Regions from separate parts of the Mus musculus genome. Here all the other regions are linked to region 1. A link is a contact called in public HiChIP or PLAC-seq data. All regions are on one chromosome and are shown on one strand. The core of a region is the stretch at or near the end of the contact, and the rest is flanking DNA. Distances in the headings are between cores, read along the strand shown. Region 1 holds the start of Ncapg2 (non-SMC condensin II complex, subunit G2). Region 2 overlaps Esyt2 (extended synaptotagmin-like protein 2). Region 3 overlaps Esyt2 (extended synaptotagmin-like protein 2).

Region 1 (4,387 bases), core at 1,356-3,855:
CTCCTGAATGATCAACATAAAAACAACATTCTTCTTTTAGGGCTGCACAGAGTCCTCCTTCTTTGAGGAATAATAAGTCTAGTCCCTTCCTATTCTGCAGCACTACTTCTGACAGGGAAGTTAAAGATTCTTCTAATTTGGTTATAGACTGTTCTATAGCTCCTAGATCAGTATCCATAGCTGTACGTAATTCTTCATAATACTGGGGGGTCTGAATCAAGGCAGCGGTACCTGTACCTACTCCGGCCGCTATTCCTAGTCCTAAAAGTACTGCTAAGGTTAAGGTGATGGGTTCTCTCTTCCAGCGGACCCGGTGATCAAATTCATCTACAAAGGAGCTATCATCATGGTATAGGAGTCTAGGAACAAGTTGAACCAGAATGCAGAAATCTTTGGAACCATTAAAAACAGAAGTAGACACACAAGGAGACCTGTGTTGCAAGCCCATACTGTGTCTATGGGGGGGGGGGACGACTAGATACTGACCACCTTCGCTAGGCTGTACGTGCTGGGTCTGATTACAGAGGTGCCGTCTGTCATGAGGTACCCGGCCTAAACAAAGTCCACTTCCTGAGATTGCTGCCAGAGTCAACTTTCTGTTTTCCCCCCAAGGGCATTGAGAGGGGTCTGAAGTTTTATTATAAATCCTCATCTGAGCAATTCCCTCATAATAAGGGGGGCTAGAGGCATAGCACAGCCAGCAAGACCGAGTAATGTTGGGATCAGTACGATTGAGGACCAGGAATGCCCCTTGTATTAGGCTAAATAGGCGATTCTTGGTATCTGGGGGCATGGGAGTGGTTGGAACCCGATCCAAGGAAGGAGTGTGAGCCTTGGTCGGATAGTCTGATGGAGACCCAGGGATGGTAGGCCTGGGAAGCAGTAACGAAGGCTTTTCAACTAGAACAGGGTTAGGTCCTACTGGTTGGGTCGGGGGCTACTGAGGCTCAAACGAACCATGACTGATGACCCAGGCTTTCCACTATAGTCATAAAAAACTAATCCCCACCGCATGCCCCTTATCCATGCCTTGATGTCATATTTTTTTCCTGTGTCTGTAAATTTGATCAGTACTCTGTCTAAATCATCGGGGCGACAGTCAGCCCTTTTATACAGTTCCATTACGGTGTGCTTTCCAGGCCCTGAGTTCTGAAAAGAGAACTCAGCCCTGTCAGGAACATGACCACTAGCCCATTTCCAATCACCATCGTTGGAAGTAACACAATTCCATTGGCCACAATAATAGGAGGCTGACCCTCCGCATAAGGACCACTTGCTGTGCTCTGGGCAGCAGTAGAATCCATAGCTTCTTACTAGATTAGGGGGAGTGCTTCTAGCAGCTGGAATTATCTGTTTGAGGCAGAAGGCTAGGTCTGGCCACCATGTCCCTGGCGGCGCTGTTTTGGAGGTGGTAAACAAGACCTGATCCGAATCAGGACCGAGAACTTGCCAAGTTAGAGTCAGAGGCTGGTGTGGGTTGTGGTTCTTTAGGCCCAGGGTGACTCCTGTGACCCAAGCGAAGCTTAAGAGGATTGTCAGTGGCTGCCACCATCCAGTTGTCTTCATCTTGGCTGGGTGCCTTTTTGACGTGGGAGGCATGGATCCAAGCAGCGATCCCGTCTACTTTTACTGCCGTGGGGGTGGTCAACAGCACCAGATACGGTCCTTTCCACCGGGGCTCAAGCGTGCCAGTGCGATGTCGTCTGACCAAGACTGAGTCTCCAACCTGGAACCCGTGAGGCACTGCTATGGTTCCCGGAGTGTAGGCTTCTCTGATCTGGTTGCAGATCTGTGTTTTAACAACCTCTAGGGCCTTTAGGTGAGCAAAAAGAGCAGAGGGTGAGGATGAGTCAGTGCCAAGATCCAATATCCCACCTGACTCAGTTAAGGGAGGCGGTCCCCCAAAGAGAATCTCATAAGGGGTAAGACCGAAATGTCCAGGAGTGTTTCGGACCCTGAGGAGCGCAAAGGGAAGGAGAGTCACCCAGTCCTTTCCGCCGGTCTCCATGACTAATTTAGTAAGGGTCTCTTTTAAAGTCCTACTCATTCTTTCTACCTGTCCTGAGCTCTGGGGCCTATAAGCACACTTAGAAACTTCCAATTAGTCCCCAATTGTGTGGCCAATTCCTGACTTACCTGGGCAACAAATGCGGGCCCATTGTCTGAGCCGATTACCTTAGGGATCCCGAACCGAGGCAGGATTTCTTCAAGAATCTTCTTGGTTACCACTTGAGCAGTCTCGGACTTGCTCTCCCTCCTCCGTCTGATATCAGCGTGACGTCTCACCGAGCAGCTGGCAAGGAACACAGAAGCAACAGCAGCGCTCCCAAGGAAGGTGGGTGTGTGTGGGCGGAGGGCGGGAAACACAGCCAGCAGCTCTGCGCCTGCGCATCCCGTGAGCGCGCTAAAGAGACTCCCGCCAGAGGCTCTGAGTCACGCCCAGGAGGCGGTGCTTGGGCCTTGGGGGCGGAGCCTGGCTGCAGAGCTGTGGGGGATATGGGCGTGGCCGGGACGGCGTCAGATCTCGTGAGAGCGGCGACTGGTGACGGGGTGGAGGGCGGGAGCGTCCGGGGTATACGCGGGTGTGTTTGAATCTGGTCCGAGCGCGGGAAACTATGGGTCTGTGGTGAGGTGAGCGCCGCGCGGTGAGTTGGGTGGGAGGTGAGTAGGACTCGGCGGCCGGCGACCGCGGCTGGGCGGCGGACACCGTCGCGGGTCTCACGTCCGCGGCCGCCATCGGTTTCGAGCGCTTGTGGAGCGGGAGGTGCTGCGGGAGGGCAGAGCGGGATCCCCCGGCTGACTGGGAAGGATCCCAGACCGAGAAGCGGGGCTCGCCAGGGAGGATCTCAGCCTGGAACCCGGGTTCACTAGGTAGGACCTCAGACTAGGACGACCCCGGGAGAGGGCCCGAGTGTGACTGGCGAGGACTCCGGAAAATGACCTGCGCACAGTAGGGAGGCTCTCAGGCAAGGACCTGATGCAGACTACGGAGGACCGGGGACGCAGACCTGAGTCTGACTAGAGAAGACCCCTGAGAAGGAGCCTGGGTGAGTAGGTAGTACCAAAGACCTGCACCCGGGTTGACTAGCGAGAACCCCAGCCCTGACCAGAGAATGACATGGAAGATCCTGGCACGGGGCTGGGGAGCTGACTAGGGAGGACAGCAGTGTTGACACTTAACTGGGGCCTGACGTGGTGGTGAAGACGCTGGATTTATTCTTGCACTGACATAAGGGAGGAACCCGAACCTATACCTAGGACTGATCTAGGGAGCAACTTAGTTATGAACTAAGGAAAGAGAAAAATCAAGATACGGAGTCACGGTTTGTAAGTAGCATATGTAGACATTATATGGCATACTAAGTTGCCAAAGACATGTACTTAAGTAAACAAAGTGACCATAATTAGTAAAGTGGTGATACTGGCAACCCACCTTTCCCTCTCCATTTTATTCATCACAAAAAAGTTATGGTTCACAATTCAGCCATTTGAATCGGGGAATGAAGTGGCTATATTTAAAATTTACTAATATGAGGAGTTGTCAAATTGAGGTTATTTTCTACTTTTATTCAATTTAGAATAGGAATGCATATTTATTGTGATTCACACTCTATAATTAATGCCAATAATTCTCCATATTGCTGTATTTCTAAAGGTATGAGAGATTTTCAAATTTATTCTTAAGATGAGAAGACCTGTTGCAAATATCATTTGTTGTAACTGTATTGTTAGGTTTTTGTTTTGAGTATGTCATCGTAGCACCAGGTGTAAAGGTAAAATAGGATGGCATTTTACCTGGGAGATCACATGTAGGAAGAAGAATGAGCAAGGTCCCCAGAGCTCTCATTATCCTGTAGGTGTGCAGAGGAGGGGAGGGTGCTGGAGTGGGGCACAGATGCACTGCCTAACAAGCTCCCAGGTGACCTCAGGGCTGTTTTTGTGGTTTTACTTCCAAGTCTCTCTCTTGAAAAACAAGAGAGAATTGTTGGGTGGGATCTTCTTGGAGGAATGGGACTTTAGAAGTGGAGTCTGCAGAATTCAGATGTGGAGATGAGCCTGACCCTATTGCATAAGTCAGGTCTTTCTTCCCAAGCCAGCATCTAAAAGGCTAAACGTAAGAGAAAGTAAGATTCCTGAGGCAGTTTTAATTTCTTGTTGCTTTCATTGTAGTTACATTGATAATTGGTGATCACATAGATGTTTTGTTTATAACATCATCAGATTTTTTTTCAGATTATTGCAGTTTTGTATCATAGTGTTATAAACTGTCTTCTGTAGTGGTATAAAGTTTCTTGAATGTTTGTATTAAATTAAAACTTACGGGACATTTTGCACATTTACGTTTTGGTCTGATTGTATCTTACTAGGGTTGTAAGGCTCCCTTAGA
Region 2 (4,387 bases), core at 1,161-3,660, 91 kb before region 1:
TATCATCAGTCCTGGCTTAGATTTTGCTGTCATGCCATACATGTGATGAAACATAAAATGCCTTAAAAATAAGCAGTTCTATGAATTATGTATGCCAGATGTACATGTGAAATTCAGTGTACTATCTGTTACTGAAATATAAGAATTAGTTTTCAGCCAAGCGTATTGGGACAAACTTAAAACCCAGCACTTAGAAACTAAAGCAATTGGATCACAAGCTTGAGTCAGTCTGAGCTATATTGTGAGAGCCTTCTCCCTGACTACAGTTGGCTTTCAGATATTTTATACATCTTGTAAAACTATACTAGGAGTCACCTAGCTTAAAATTATATTCTATTGTTTCCTTGAAATAGGCATCTGTCGTTCATATAACAAAGACATAGTGAATTATCAAAGATGAATACTTTTTAGACATATGGCTTTGAACACACTGGTATACAGCAGACACTTCTGTTACCTCCTGTTCCTCCTTCAGCTATCAGGAGTCAGAGCTACACCTCCTCCCAAGCTCAGCCTGTTGGCCTTCTTAAGCAGCTAGTCCTTGAGTCAGACCTTTGCAGTTTGCAGTAACATAGGAAAGTCAAATTTTTACCTTAACTCTGTTAGCCCCACTTTGTGAGAATATAATAGAGTGATTGTGGTCGCCTATGGTCTCAGGTAAAAAACTGAGAGAGGCTAATGCAGTTTCATATGCCTTAAGGAAATTTCTCCTAAGTAGCTAAGCACCTAGGAGAGAATTTTGAATGTTCTGGTTTGGAAGCAGCCTGAGAAGTATTTAGTGTGTCAGGTTACATGCTTATAATGACCAAAGTCTACATTATTATGACACAAACCACTAACAAAATTATAACCTTGTGGATTAAAAAAAAAACAATTTTATTTGTTTATTTTATATGTATAGGCATTCTGTCGACTTGAGTGTTTGCTGTTTTTCTCCAGGCCCTAGATCTCTGTTCATTTTCCTGTCTGGTACAGCCCACAGGACATACAGAGATGCACATGGCTTCTTGTATCTTTTGCACATGGAAAGCACAGGGGAGAGAACTGTAGATGTTAGATGAGATGTCTCTCTCTCTCTCTCTCTCTCTCTCTCTCTCTCTCTCTCTCTCTCTCTCTCTCTCTCTCTCTCTCTCTCTCTCTCTCTCTCTTTGGTTTTTCGAGACAGGGTTTCTCTGTGTAGCCCTGGCTGTCCTGGAACTCACTCTGTAGACCAGGCTGGTCTTGAACTCAGAAATCCACCTGCCTCTGCCTCCCAAGTGCTGGGATTAACGGCGTGCGCCACCACCGCCCGACTTAAAAATTCTCTTCCTTCCTTCTCCAGGTCAGCCACAGAGACTTAGAATTCTCATTCTAATCTATTCTCCTTTCTTCCCTCTCCCCTCTGTTTGGTCTGATATAACAAATATTTTAATTTTTGAACCCTTTTCTTACACTCATATTCAGTAGAATACTTTACCTCAGGTCACCAAATGAGGTGGGTAGAGAGGTTTCCTATAGCCAAGAAGTTCTCCAGCAGGCACTGTCTGGGTATCCTATACTTCAGTTTGTTTCTGACATTGTCTACATGAAGTTAGTGTTGGGTGTTACAAACTAAGAACTACATCCCACAATTCTCTTCCCCATTTAGGAGCCAGTTGCATGTAGTAACTTGTCATGTGTGTTTGATGTGAATGTATGTCATGGGTTCCTACAATTCCTATGTTGATTCTATTAATTTGTTAGGATGTCTTATAGAACTTAGAAATATGTTTACTGCTTTATTGTCAGGGCTATTACAAAGCATATAGATAACCAATCAGATGAAGAGAAACATAGGGGACAGTCTGGAAGGGAACACAGAACTTCACTGTCCCCTCCAGGAAAACCCACATGTTGTGCAGCCTGGAATCTTTACAACCCTGTCCTTTTGTTTTGTTAAATAGCTTAAAAGGATGTTTCATTAAATAGTTGTAATTGATTAAATCATATTCCATTAGTGATTGGCTCAACCTCTACCCACTTCCCCCAGTAGAGTAAAGGGGGAAGTTCTTCCCTTATTTCATCTAACCCTATCCTGAAACCATGAGTCCAGCAAGAGTCACCTGATTGGAAGAAGGGATGTACCTGTCTGTCAGGAAATTCAAGAGTATTTAGGAGTTTTAAGTGTGAAACCCGGGGTCAAAGGTCAAATTTAAAACAAAAGGTTCTGGGGACAGAATCTGTACATTTTATCTCAGTAAAATGGGAGGCAGAGACAGGCATATCTCTGTGAGTTCAAGAACAGGTTGGTCTTGACAATGAGCAGCTATCAGCCAGGGACCCACTGTGTCAAAAAATAAAAATGAAACAAAAGATTCCCTAGTTACAACTCCTTACCAGTGGTGCACCTCGACTTACCTTCAGCAGCCTCTACCCACCCAGACACTGCCAGGATGTTGACTTCCTGCTACTACAGATTCAGTCAGCATTATTCAGTCTGAAGTAAAGTTGAGTTCATTAAGTAGAGGAGAGTACACATTAGAGTGCAGGCATCAAATTCATACACCCAAGAGTATAAGCAGTAAGAAGGTTGGAATGTATAGCTTTGTAACAAATTTAAAGATTAAATAAAGTTTAAAATTTAAGTTTAAGCTACGTTTACTTCTCTTATCTAAAGAATTTTCTTTGCTTTCAAGAGCGGCTTTAAGGTGGTTTACAAGGCATATTATTTAGTAGGTTTACAGATGAAAAAGGAGTTCTAAAATTTTGAAAGTCAAAGGTTACAAAGGTTTGTGTTATGTTTTGAATATAAGATTGCTTCTTGTGGTAGAGTCAGACTTGCAAGCAGTAGTTTCATTGGTTCTGTGTAAATTCTTGACTCTAAACAGATGAATTAATTACTCAAACATGATTCAGGTTGAAGTGAGGGCTCTTTTCATTCTCATGTCCCTTTAATTTTTTTCTTTGCTTTCTATCCTGTTTCACTAGTATCCTTGTCTACAAAGGGCTTTAGGAGCTACATGCTGTCTAGTTGTGGAATGTTAGGGAACCATCCAGGTAAGATCAGATCCCTAAACAGTGCTCTTCCTTCTCTAACACAAGTCTCTAAATGATGAATATATGAGTTCTTAAGGTAGAGCATGGTTCAGCATGTGGGCAGGAAAAACACTGGGGAAAGTCAGGGTTCACAAGTGTCCACATTTTCTTTTGTTTTCTTTTTCTTCCCTTGTTGATTTGAGACAGTATCTCCTTCGTAACCCAGGCTTATCCCTTCTTGCCTCCTTTAGTGCTAGGATTGTAGATGTATGCCAACACCTAGCTTGCAATATTTCTTGATCTTAAAGTAATGATTAGCAAATTAATTTTTTGGTTGTCACAAAGAGTTAAACTGTAACAACAGAAAAGAAAATCAAAATTCGGGTTTTTTTTTTTTTGTTCCTGGTTCAGTACATATTTTTTGTGTTCTATGCATATATTTACATATATTTATGTATTTACATATTTATACATATGTACAGAGACACAAATATAAACACATATATGTCTATGCAAACAATATTTTAAGATTCCATGGTCCCTATTAACCCCTTTTTATTGGTTGGAGATCTGACTGTAGCTTGTATTACAGGACGTAGTCCTCCTTAAACTTTTTGAAGACATTATTGGAATCTGGAAGTTCATTTGATGGTATTTACAAATAAGATGTAGTGTAATGTACTGTGTGTCATGTTGTGACAAATGTTGACTTACAGAGAGTTGCAGCACCTCAGTGGAGGACTGTTGGTCTTTAGGTGGTAAAGTGTTGTGTGAAGCTGACCAAAGCTAAAGTGAGCTGGTTCTTAGGGAAGGGCTGTCAGGAGAAGAAGGTGGGGAAGAGCATCATTCCATGTCCACAGCCATGGCTGCTCTGGCTGTAGTCAACAGGATATATAAAGGTGGGTCTTTGAGCTGTGACCCAGAGAAAATGTGACTGCACTGCCTTTGAAGCTCAAGCTAAGGAAGTTAAAATTATTTGATAAACACTCAGGCATCAAAGTCTTCAGTAAGGTGACTTGAAAAGGAAGTTCCTGTTTTCTAGAATAGTGCTCTGTTAGCTAAATTTAGTAGTTGGGAGGCCAGGCAAGGAGAGGCCTTTTGGGGAAGCAGGTGAGAACAATCAGACATCAAAGGGCAAGAATATTCAGGAGTTAGGCCCTACAGAAACGGCACTGCGGTATTCACTCTGAAATTACAGAAAGTATGGTACATCTGCGCTGCAGAAGTTTCCATGACAGTGAACAGAAGATACCCAATACTTGCCTTTTGATCTATCTGTTGCCTCCAGTGGTTGGTTGATTTAGAGGGAAAATGTAGACTGGGAGAGAGCCTCACAATAAATTAGAAGGATCTAAATACCTGCTTTAATGCTCTGCCTGCCACTCACTGTCCC
Region 3 (4,387 bases), core at 504-3,003, 71 kb before region 1:
AGTATGTGCCACCAGGCTCCACAATCTAGGTTTTCTAGTAAGATCAGAATAGTTTGCTGAGATAAGGAAATCCTGCTCCGTCTTAAGTGCTAAAGGGATTATTTGACCTAATGATAGAAGGGAAAAGAGAACGGAGCCTGTTAGTCACGGTGCTTATCAGTTACTTGAGTGACTGATGCAGAGCCAGATGCTTTGGAATTCATGGCTTTCCCCGCTCTATAGTCCTGATCATGAAACTAGTGATTTGTGATTTGTTTGATTGATGTGTTTGTTTGTTTATTTGGTTTTTCGAGGCAGGGTTTTTCTGTGTAGCCCTGGCTGTCCTAGAACTCACTCTGTAGACCAGGCTGGCCTTGAACTCAGAAATTTGCCTGCCTCTGCCTCCCAGGTGCTGGGATTAAAAGCGTGTGCCACCACGCCCGGCTTGATGTGTTCTAAAATTGGTTTCTTCTTTTGGAACCATAAGATCTCAGTTGGAGAGGTGGGTGCTTTGGAGACTGAGACTGTACAATTTCACTTAACATGTCCTCGATAAGTAATAAACACTGAGTATTTTAATGTGCACAGTATCCATTTTAGTAGAGAAAAATCAGTATTTACAACCAGTAGTTTTAACTGCTATGTCTACTTAATAGAATTATGTAAGAATTACTGAGATGACTATAAATATCCAATGAATAGACAGAACATGTTCTATTCATAGGAATATGCAAGTAAAAAATTCAAAGTAAAGTACCGTTGTTCAACTACCAACTAGGGTGAGTTTTAATATTTCTTTCTGGTAACAACATGGAGAAGAAATGTTTCTATCCAATACTTTTGTTAGTAACAGAACTTTAAGTAGTGATTTGGGGGATCACTAGGTACTGATACTGAAAATGAACATATAATCTTTAGCATCATGCTCCACTTGAAAATTTTTGCTTTTGATGGTATTCATGTGGAGTTTTCTTTTTGTACTATGGATCTTGGGGATTGAATCTAGATCATCAGGTGAGTGTGTCAAGCACTTTTACCTGCTGGGTTATCTTGCTGACTCATACCCCCATTTTTGAAAGTTAGGCTGTATGTGTATATATAAACATGTATATTCATGCTGGACATGATGACATACATCTTTAATCCCAGCACTTGGGAGTCAGAGACAGGCAGTCTCTGCGTCTGAGGGCAGCCTGGTTTTCATGAGTTCCAGGCCAGTTGAGAGTATATAAACAAATAATAAAACAAAGGATAATCACTGAATTGTTAACTGTGATAAAGGAGAAATTGAAGTATGTTTTTAGTAGAGAAAACTATGGCCTTATCATAAAATAAGAAGTGGGCCAGTCTTCATATGCAGTGACAGCATCTGTCTTTGATAGAATACACGTTGGGGAAAGGTGTCGCAGTTCTTATCATACTTATTTCACGTACACAAGCCTGTTTGGATTGGCTATGTTGTATGGAAACTGTTTTGATATTTAATACTTTTTTTCCTTTTTAAAACAGCTTTTAGAGATTAACTGGACAGGGCTGACTAACCTTCTGGACATCCCTGGACTGAAGTAAGTGTTGACCTGCGTGTAGTTGCTGCTGCGGTCTCTCCTAGCCGCTTCTGCCTTTTGTCTGTCACCTTCATTCTTGAGAGAGTAGGTAAACATGGAACCTGGATATGAAGTTTCTAACCACAGAAATGGAAGCTCTTCTCTATTCTGTAACCATTTAGTGAATACAAAACAAGGAAGTTTCCTCTTAACAGGCACTTGAGCCACCAACAGCATATTGTCCTGTGAAAGAGTTAGCTGAGTCACTGTCGTATGTCTGATATGGTAGACCAACACAGAGTACAGTCTCTCCATTACTACTTAGCGGGAAAATCTGAAGTTAGAGTCTTCAAAACCTTTTGATGTTTACATTATTCTGTTTGAAGGCTAACATGCATGGCTTATTAGCTTACTAGGTACATTTGCTTCTAGTGGATGTTTTATGACCTATAGATTTTTACCCTTAAGTAGCTTACAAATTAATTCCAAATCTTTGATTTCAGACTGCTTCCTATTTCTGTGTGCTTGTTTATGTCTCTGAAATGACTGCTAAAACAAGATTTTGCTCTATGATCAGTAAAAGACAGCAGCTTTAATAATCTCAGGCATAGTCACAAATAGAATATATTATGATTTATCAGGTTGAGAGAGAAGTTTTATTATCTTTAAAAAAAATCTGTGAACAGAAAAGTACAACTTCAAAAGATTTGTTGATGAATTTCTAGTTCATTAGAATCTTGTTTAGAAACAAAATACTGACTTAAATTGACACAGGTAATCTCTGAGCCACCCACTGAGATTCCCAAATGATACTTTTTCATTTTTAAATAATATTTTTAATATTCTGTGTAGAAATAGCATCTTTAAAATTCAGTGCTGTCACTCAGCAGAGAAATGGGTATTTCACACCTGCTCTGAGCCAACCACTGTTCTCACTTGAACATAGATGAGAATGGCATTCTCACGGGTTCTCCAAGAGAGCTTAACCTGCACTGGCTTTGCAGCTCATAGAACCTTCTTTGTGGGGTGTCGGGCTCAGGCAGATGTTGATGCCAAATGAGATGGGCTGTTCATGCAGTCTTACAGGTCTTCTTACGCTTGTCTTCAGATGGATTCTTGCTGTGTGCTGCAGCTGTTCTGCAAATGGCACAGTCTTTCCCGCTAGTTTTACAGAAACTCCAGGGTCACTTTATGTATCTACCTGCCTTTGATAAGTTCCTGTGATTTTTTTTTTCAAGTCAGGTTTTAGTTTTATATATGCTCTACAGAGAAACCAAGAAATATTTATTACTTGAACCCTCTCCCTTCCAGTGAATGATCCCCAAAAAGGGAGAACTTACACTGCAAGTGGCAGTGCTTGCTGGATTTTGTTAGCCAGAGGTGAGCAACAGGTACATGCAAAGGTTGCTATAGAAGCTGCTTTTACTGGTCTTTATTTAGCATTATAGGTGGACTGAAATAAGCAGGCTAATTGATTGTCTTGTCTGTAATTGTAAATGACATGAGTTCTGTACGTGTCAGTGTGGCTTAGAAGATGTGTCTTGTACCCTCACAAGAGTTCAGCCAATCAGAAACCATTTTATTTACTAAGGACCTTACCACAATCACTGTGAACACACTCAGGAGAATATGCACATGCTATTTGCACACTTAGCTGGTTTCATCTTACTCAGTGATTTATAATGTAAGCCCAGTCTTTTTCTATTTTATTATTGGTTAAATTATTTATTTACAGGAACATACACCTTGTTTGCAGTTTCCTCTCCCCTCTCTCCTCCTAGTCTTTCCCTTTCACCTCACCTTCCCCCATACACCCCTGCTTTCCTCCTCCTCAGAAAAGGGAAGGCCTCCCATGGATATCAACCAGCTTTGCATATAAAGTAAGATTAGGTGCATCTTTTTCTATTGAGGCTAGACAAGGCCTCTTAGGGGCAGGCAGTGTAGTCCAAAACAGCCCCTGCTCCCACTTTAGGAGTCCACATGTTACGTGTATGCAAAGGGCCCAGGCTGTCCCAGGCATGCTTTCTGCTTGGCAGTTCAGACTTTGTGGGCCCAGGTTAGTTGATTCCGTAGGTTTCTTGTTGTGTTCTTGACCCCTCTAGCTCCTTTAATAAGCCTTTACCCCCTTTTCCACAGGATTCCACAAGCTGCACTTAATGTTTGAGTGTGGGTCTCTACATAAGTTTCTAGGTGAAGAAGCTTCTCTGATGACATATGTGCTAGGCTCCTGTCACAATAGGATATCATTAATTGGGTCAGGACTGGGCTCCCTCTCATGGCTAGTCATTGGTTGGTCAGTACTTCAAAATCTGCTCCATCTTTTACCTGTGCACACCTTATAGGCAAGACAAATTACGGTGTTAAGTTTTTCTGGCTGGGTTGATGTCCTAGTCCACCATTGGAAGTCATGTCAGGTTACAGGAGATGGCTGGTTTAGACTCCTTATCCCCATTAGGAGTCCTAGCTAGGGTCATCCTCATAGATTCCTGGGAATTTCCATCGTCCTAGGTTTCTAGCTCCTCCCAGAGATTCCCCTCTCCCATCCAGTTTTCTCTCCCATTACTCTCTCCCTCTGTCCTTTCCCCATCTCATCTCTCCTATTCCCATCTCCATCCCTCCCCCATCCAGTTCTCTCTTTCAATCCATATCCCCCCATGTCTAATCTATTTCCCCTTCCAGTCAAATTCAAGCATTCCCCCTTGGGCCCTCCTTGTTACATAGCTTCTTTGGGTCTGTGGTTTGTAGCATGGCTTTCCTGTACATTGTGACTAATACTTCTAAGTTAGTACATTACCATATTTATCTTTCTGAATCTGGGTTATCTCACTCAGGGTAATGTTTTTTAGTTCTATCCATTTGTTGTA

The links. HiChIP or PLAC-seq counts read pairs in DNA pulled down with a chosen protein or histone mark.
Region 2: an H3K27ac HiChIP or PLAC-seq map of thymic regulatory T cells shows a contact between it and region 1, with 2.8 times the contacts expected there. The contact joins the enhancer-like site here to the promoter of Ncapg2 in region 1. A contact is called at or near these places in 1 of 39 promoter capture datasets (the HPC-7 cell line), 1 of 15 datasets of contacts at CTCF or cohesin (the NIH/3T3 cell line), 1 of 484 Hi-C or Micro-C datasets (CD4 T cells), 5 of 115 datasets of contacts at active chromatin or transcription factors (the 230-238 cell line, the SCID.adh cell line, bone marrow-derived macrophages and 2 more) and 3 of 9 other capture datasets (adipose tissue, liver and pancreatic islet).
Region 3: an H3K4me3 HiChIP or PLAC-seq map of bone marrow-derived macrophages shows a contact between it and region 1, with 2.7 times the contacts expected there. The contact joins the enhancer-like site here to the promoter of Ncapg2 in region 1. A contact is called at or near these places in 1 of 39 promoter capture datasets (the HPC-7 cell line), 2 of 484 Hi-C or Micro-C datasets (nephron progenitors and neutrophils), 7 of 115 datasets of contacts at active chromatin or transcription factors (the 230-238 cell line, CD8 T cells, the SCID.adh cell line and 3 more) and 3 of 9 other capture datasets (adipose tissue, liver and pancreatic islet).

Annotation. Positions count from the first base shown.
Region 1 is chr12:116,402,831-116,407,217 of GRCm38.p6, forward strand. Ncapg2 (non-SMC condensin II complex, subunit G2) reads left to right here and starts at 2,606. Exons shown (of 29, transcript NM_133762.4): 1 at 2,606-2,631; 2 at 2,872-3,047; 3 at 4,368-4,387. It overlaps D430020J02Rik (RIKEN cDNA D430020J02 gene), which reads right to left and starts at 2,331. Exons shown (of 2, transcript NR_028421.1): 1 at 2,137-2,331; 2 at 1-1,813.
Region 2 is chr12:116,311,616-116,316,002 of GRCm38.p6, forward strand. All of the region lies in intron 1 of Esyt2 (extended synaptotagmin-like protein 2), which reads left to right. Among named protein-coding and RNA genes, the nearest start is that of Esyt2, 33 kb to the left of the region's middle. Within about 2 kb of position 2,411, at least 18 of the 459 cell types and tissues checked have an H3K27ac peak or open chromatin away from gene starts, as enhancers often do. A contact at or near this core is called in thymic regulatory T cells, where this site is marked.
Region 3 is chr12:116,332,713-116,337,099 of GRCm38.p6, forward strand. Esyt2 (extended synaptotagmin-like protein 2) reads left to right here. Exons shown (of 22, transcript NM_028731.5): 7 at 1,489-1,544. Among named protein-coding and RNA genes, the nearest start is that of Esyt2, 54 kb to the left of the region's middle. Within about 2 kb of position 1,754, at least 10 of the 459 cell types and tissues checked have an H3K27ac peak or open chromatin away from gene starts, as enhancers often do. A contact at or near this core is called in the HPC-7 cell line and bone marrow-derived macrophages, where this site is marked.